Regions from separate parts of the Sus scrofa genome. Here region 2 is linked to region 1. A link is a contact called in public HiChIP or PLAC-seq data. All regions are on one chromosome and are shown on one strand. Each heading gives the region's core, a stretch centred on a gene start, on an enhancer-like site or on the middle of the called end of the contact. The rest is flanking DNA. Distances are from core to core; before and after follow the strand shown. Region 1 has its middle 450 kb from the start of TRNAE-UUC. Region 2 has its middle 250 kb from the start of TRNAE-UUC.

Region 1 (2,755 bases), core at 106-2,605:
ATTTCTCCCTATTTTTTCCCTATCTGAGCTATGCAAGTTCCCTAGGCATTCAGACTTCGTAGTATTGTATCCTGACAGCAATTTCACAGTGGCCTCAAAGACCTTACAGGACCTCCCCTTATCCCTTGTCTCTGAGTCTCAGGCTTTCCCCACATTACTCACTTCGCTATAGCCTCGCTGACTTCCTTGCTGTCTGGCACACTCCTGGCTTGCCTCTTTCAGGGAACTCCTCTATCTCTCTGGAATCCTTCTCCTGCAGAACCTCTAGGCTAACTTCATTGCCTTCCTCATGTCTTTGCTTTTGAGCGCCTCCTCTTAATGACACTGAACTTGACCACCTGTTTAATTCTGCAGCCTATTTCCCAACATCCCCCACGCCCTTCCCACGCTCAATGTTTTTTCGCTTCCACAGCAGTTACCAACTTGGAACATACTGTTTGGTGATGTGACGTTTATTGACTATCTGTCTCCTCCTCCAGCACGTAAGCTCCATGAGCGAAGACTTTTTTCCCTGTTCACTGGTATATCCCATGTCCCTAGAAAAATGTCAGACACATAGTAAATGCTCACATACAGTTGTTGAATTGAATTAAATCTACCTACTTTTTTTTTTCTTTCTCCTTGAGCTTTTTAAATCCCCCCAGAACTGTCAAGCTGAGCTCTTCCAATATTTTGGACCTAACATTTCAGCTGACGACTGTGTCCCCTGGCCTTTGGGTAGACATGACCATAAGGATGTCAGGTCTCGGAGTTCCCGTCGTAGCGCAGTAGTTAACGCATCCGACTAGGAACCATGAGGCTTCGGGTTCGATCCCTGGCCTTGCTCAGTGGGTTAAGGATCCGGTGTTGCCATGAGCTGTGGTGTAGGTCACAGACGCGGCTCGGATCCCCGTGTTGCTGTGGCTCTGGCATAGGCCAGCGGCTATAGCTCTGATTCGACCCCTAGCCTGGAAAACTCCATATGCTGCGGGAGCAGCCCTCAAAAAGGCAAAAAGACAAAAAAAAAAAAAAAAAAGATGTCAGGTCCCATAGTGTAGCTTCAGCCATAGGAAGTGATGAGTCCTTTAATAATACAGATCTTCTTTAGCTATTCCACAGCAATACCCTTTGCCTTTTGAGAAAATCCTGTTTCTTTTTATACAGTAGCTCCAAAATTGAAGTTTCAAAGTGAGTGGAGGTGTCATAGGCCCCCTGAAAGGTGGAATGTGCACCCCCCCCCCTTATTGGAGAGTATTGGAATGGAGCAGAAACCCCTTCCCGTGGGCTCATCTTCCCCACTTTCATTGTCTTTCTGCCTCTACGAGTTATTAACTGTGCTAATCATAACTAAAACAAAGCTAATAATTGCTTCTTGGAAGGTTGTGTAACACCATGGAATGTTGCCACGGGCCTCTGAGAATTGGCCCCTTACTCTGCTCAGAGTAATTTCTCAGGGATTTTAACTCAGCCGTCTTTAAGCTGAATGTTTATCATTTTCCTTTTTATTGTTTCTGGCTCCTCCCCTGCCTTTGAAGTTTCTGAAATCTTTAAGCACTTGGCTGGTCTCTATACACCACAGGTCTTCTCCCTCTAGGAGGGCACCTGGCCAAGAGAAAGGAATCGGAGCTCCTCTCTTGGCCGCGCCTATAAAACAATCAGATTGCTCTGTAGCCTGCCATCTGAAACGTGAGCTGTGCTAAAAGTACAGAGAATGCAGCGTGTTCCAAGGAGATTAGAATATCCCAGTGGGATTGCGGGTGAATGGAGAGGGAGAGTAAGCAAGCCCTCTGCACAACAGTGTAACCCTCTCTTTCCCAGGCTGTGTTGTCTACAGGGAAGGGCAAGGGCACAGACCTGCCCTCTCTCCCCTCATTACCACTCTGATCTGTGAAACATTACAAGAGTTTACAGTCATGCATTCTTCATGATGCTATTTGCTTGTTCTCTTCTGTGCCATTTGGTAGCTCCCATCAATAGTTCTCCTTTCGTTGGCCTTGATAATCCCGGATCCCCTAATGCTATTGCTGTTGTTATTTTCCCCCACAGTAAGGAGCAATTTCTTCCCCACCTCCCACCCCTCCCTGGGTTTTCAGCTCTTTCCATGAGAAGAGATGGGCTCCAGCCACTATTTCATCAGGAGAGCCTGGACAACCCAGCTCAGAGTCCAGAGTGAGCACTCATGTTGAAATGCAAACATCATATATTTGATGCTTAATTCTCATAAGATCAGAGCCAAATAGACTTTATTCTTTCAAAGACTCATTCAAACATTAGGGGGTTTAAAAAAAAAAGTTGAGGTGACTGGATTCATCTGACCTAATGTCAATTTTTTAACACCTTTTTTTTTTCACTTTCTTAGTCTATGTTTGTTATCCCTCCTACATTGTCCATGGAGCTCAGATTTAGCCTCCCATCAGACCAGCAGCATCATGATGAAATGTGTGTCCCTGGTAGGCATGGGGGTATGAAGCAGCCCACAGATAGGGTTAGGTGGGGCAAATGGTGAGGGGGCTCAGAGAGTCTCATAATTTAGTGTAAGTGAAGATATGGAAGCACCAAGCCTGTTTGTGGTATGTCCCAAACCTCCAAAAATCAATTCCATGTAATAAAACCTAGGTAGACAATACAATTGATGAAACACCAGCTACTGATGAGCAAGGGAGTCATTTTCCTGCCTGAGTTATGGAATTTAGAACCTTTAGTTTATCCAGTCTCAATCCTTGTCACTCTTTAGTAGGAGGAGTTATGAGGATGGTACCAAATGCCAATGAATGCA
Region 2 (2,755 bases), core at 142-2,641, 200 kb before region 1:
TATATCCGAGGAGAGTCACAACAAACAAATCATCCCCAGGACAACAGGAGAGTGGAGGCGGGACACAAGTCCACACAGTGAGAATTACTTGTGGAAAAACGCTGCTCATCCAATGCCAAGTTCTGCTCACGCACTTATAAGGATGTCAGTACCGTGGCCCAAGCTGGAGCCAGCTGCAAAAGCCATCTGGATTTAAAAGTCCTGAGACTCAACCCTCACGGCTGTCAGGGAAACTGAGGCCCAGGGAGGGACAGGGATAAGCTTCCATTCAGACCCCAAAGGACTGGCTCATTCAGGACTGGAATTTAGCCCTGTCACCAGACTGTCATTCTAGATAGTTAATACTAGAATTTAAGAACAGAAATTCGAGAGAATTTCCAAGTTTGCAGAAAAGCCATTGATTGTACCAGCTTCTGTGTTTGTGCCCGTGTCAGTAATAGCAGCATCTACAATGCGGTTCAATGGACATTTTTTTTTTTTTCTCCCTCAACCTGGTCATTTCGTATCTGACTCAGGGAGTGCCCTGTGGAAGTTTATGTGGCCACAGTGTCAATCAGATCCAAGAGAAGTGTTCTCAGTCAGCAAAGGTGGTCACTGTAGATAGAAGAACTAAAATCCTGATCCATGTTCCTTAGATCTAGTGAGAGTGACTGCTTGTAGCTTGTGTATGGAGGTCTGTGGTTTGTAGATCTGTGGCTAAAGGTTTCTGCCTACCCTCTGTGAATCACTAAATTCCAAAAGAGATTGAATATGATTGGTCAGAGCAGTGGTTGCTGGTAAACCAGCTCTCTAGAGGATGGAAGGGAAGCCTGATCTGTTGTATTTGCCAATATCTGTGGCGTAAATACTGTCATCATGGCTGATTTCAAGCTGTCAATGGTTTAAAAAACGACCTCACAGAATTCCTGAAAATTTAACGATCGGTTCTCATGGGCCTGTTCCGGCTGTCTCCCGCAAGCCTCTACAGCTCTCCCAAACAAGTGGATTGGGGGGGCGGGGCTGGGGAGAATAGTGGTGGATCCTGTTTAGTTCTCTGAGGTCAGACCTCACCTAAGAGGGTGTGTCTAGTTTCAAATCCTAGATTATAAGAGGAGCATTGACAAATTGAAAGTCGTTCAGAGGGTTGAGCAAGAAACAATCTCATCTAGAAAAAGCTGTTGGGAGGGAAAACTATTGCTGGGATGAGAATCGAAAAGAAGAAAAACAGTATTCTGGTCATTGTTTCCAGATCTCTGTGAGGCTGTGACTTCTTGTCCTGGGGATGAGGAGAGCTGTTCATAATTGGGAAGCTGATTTGAGCTCATCATAAAAACTTTTGGATAAAGCTGCTCAAAGAAAGGCAGGGTTACTGGAGCTTCAGCACCCGAAGTATGAAAGATGTGGGGCAACCACTAGGTGGGGCTGTAGCAGTGAGGACTCCAGCGCCCCTTCTAGTCCCTGGGAGCCCATCATGCCATGGAGTTGTCTTCCTTCTCCCATTTATTTAGTTTCATCCTCTTACTTTTTGTTCCATTTTTCTTTTTCTTTTCCCTTGGCTCACTTTCTTTGTTGTCTTTGGCTTACTTCCTTGATAAAGCTCCCTTGGACAGTGACCCCTACATCTTTCTGAAGAGAGAAGGCTAAGCCCCTGAGCTTTTTCCCGACCTTTTACATCCTAGGAAGAAAGTACAAGCCCTCCTTTCCCCTCATTTTTCTTTGCTTTCTTTTCTTTCTTTCAACATTCTCTGCTCCACATTTGTGATTGAAGAAGGGCAAATAAACAAATTGAAACTGAAACTGTGTGCTGGCCATAAAGTGAGGACATCTGGGAGGCTTGCAAGGAAATTTACATGCTTGTCGGGTTTCTGGTTACATATTTTGTGTTGCCTAGTAACGAACCCCACAGTTTCCTTTCATGCTTTATTCTCCCTATCCCTTGTTTATAGTGTAATTACCACTGTGACATCATAATCCCCCATTGAACAGCTGTCAGGGGGGCCCAACTGCTGAGTAAACAGGGCTTTACAATCTCTCCTCCCACAGGCTGGTTTACTAAATAGATCAATATTTGGTTTGTAGGCACAGGGATTAGGAGGTGGAAGTGTCTTTTGAAAAAGCCCTCTCTCTTCCCAGGACCTCCAGCGCACCTGAGAATGCTGGAAAGAAAAGCCAGGTTCATGGATAATAAAAGAATCACGGAGCTACTTTCACCTGCCTGTGATTTCCCAAGGAGCAACTTGTCTGTAAGAAGTGAGACCTCTTTGAGAATTAGTAATACCTTAGGTTCTTTCTTCTAAAGCTTAGACAATTCTACTTTCTTCCTCCCTCTCTCTGCCTCCCCCTTAGCTCTCCTTTCTCTGTCCTCAATCACATTTGAATTAATCTTTCTAAATGGATGTTATAGCCTCAGGGACTAAAAGAATGACATGTAGATAAACAGGAACTAAGCTCCTGAAGATCTCTCTCTAACCAACCCCCCCACCACCACCGTTCTCTCCACCCTGCTCCAGGATTAGAAGCTCCACAAAGAAAGCAGCCTCTGAGGTTTCTTTGTCAAACTAGAGATTCCTGGTTGAGAGTTTTGGAAAGAATGATTTAGATGTTTCCTCTCTGGGTCAGGAAATTGTGACTCAAACACACATAGGAGAAAGAACTTGGGAGTACTGGCCTCAGCATCAGGAGCTGTGAGTTCTAACCCTGGTGCTGATTGTAACTTGCTCTGTGACCTCGGGCAAGTCCCTCATGGATGCAACATTGAATTAGGTTGTAGGGGTCC

The links. HiChIP or PLAC-seq counts read pairs in DNA pulled down with a chosen protein or histone mark.
Region 2: a contact with region 1 is called in an H3K27ac HiChIP or PLAC-seq map of skeletal muscle. The contact joins two enhancer-like sites. A contact is called at or near these places in 1 of 47 Hi-C or Micro-C datasets (embryonic fibroblasts) and 1 of 2 datasets of contacts at active chromatin or transcription factors (skeletal muscle).

Annotation. Positions count from the first base shown.
Region 1 is chr1:249,086,386-249,089,140 of Sscrofa11.1, reverse strand. No RefSeq gene overlaps it. Among named protein-coding and RNA genes, the nearest start is that of TRNAE-UUC, 450 kb to the left of the region's middle. Within about 2 kb of position 1,355, at least 15 of the 83 cell types and tissues checked have an H3K27ac peak or open chromatin away from gene starts, as enhancers often do. A contact at or near this core is called in skeletal muscle, where this site is marked.
Region 2 is chr1:249,290,312-249,293,066 of Sscrofa11.1, reverse strand. No RefSeq gene overlaps it. Among named protein-coding and RNA genes, the nearest start is that of TRNAE-UUC, 250 kb to the left of the region's middle. Within about 2 kb of position 1,391, at least 29 of the 83 cell types and tissues checked have an H3K27ac peak or open chromatin away from gene starts, as enhancers often do. A contact at or near this core is called in skeletal muscle, where this site is marked.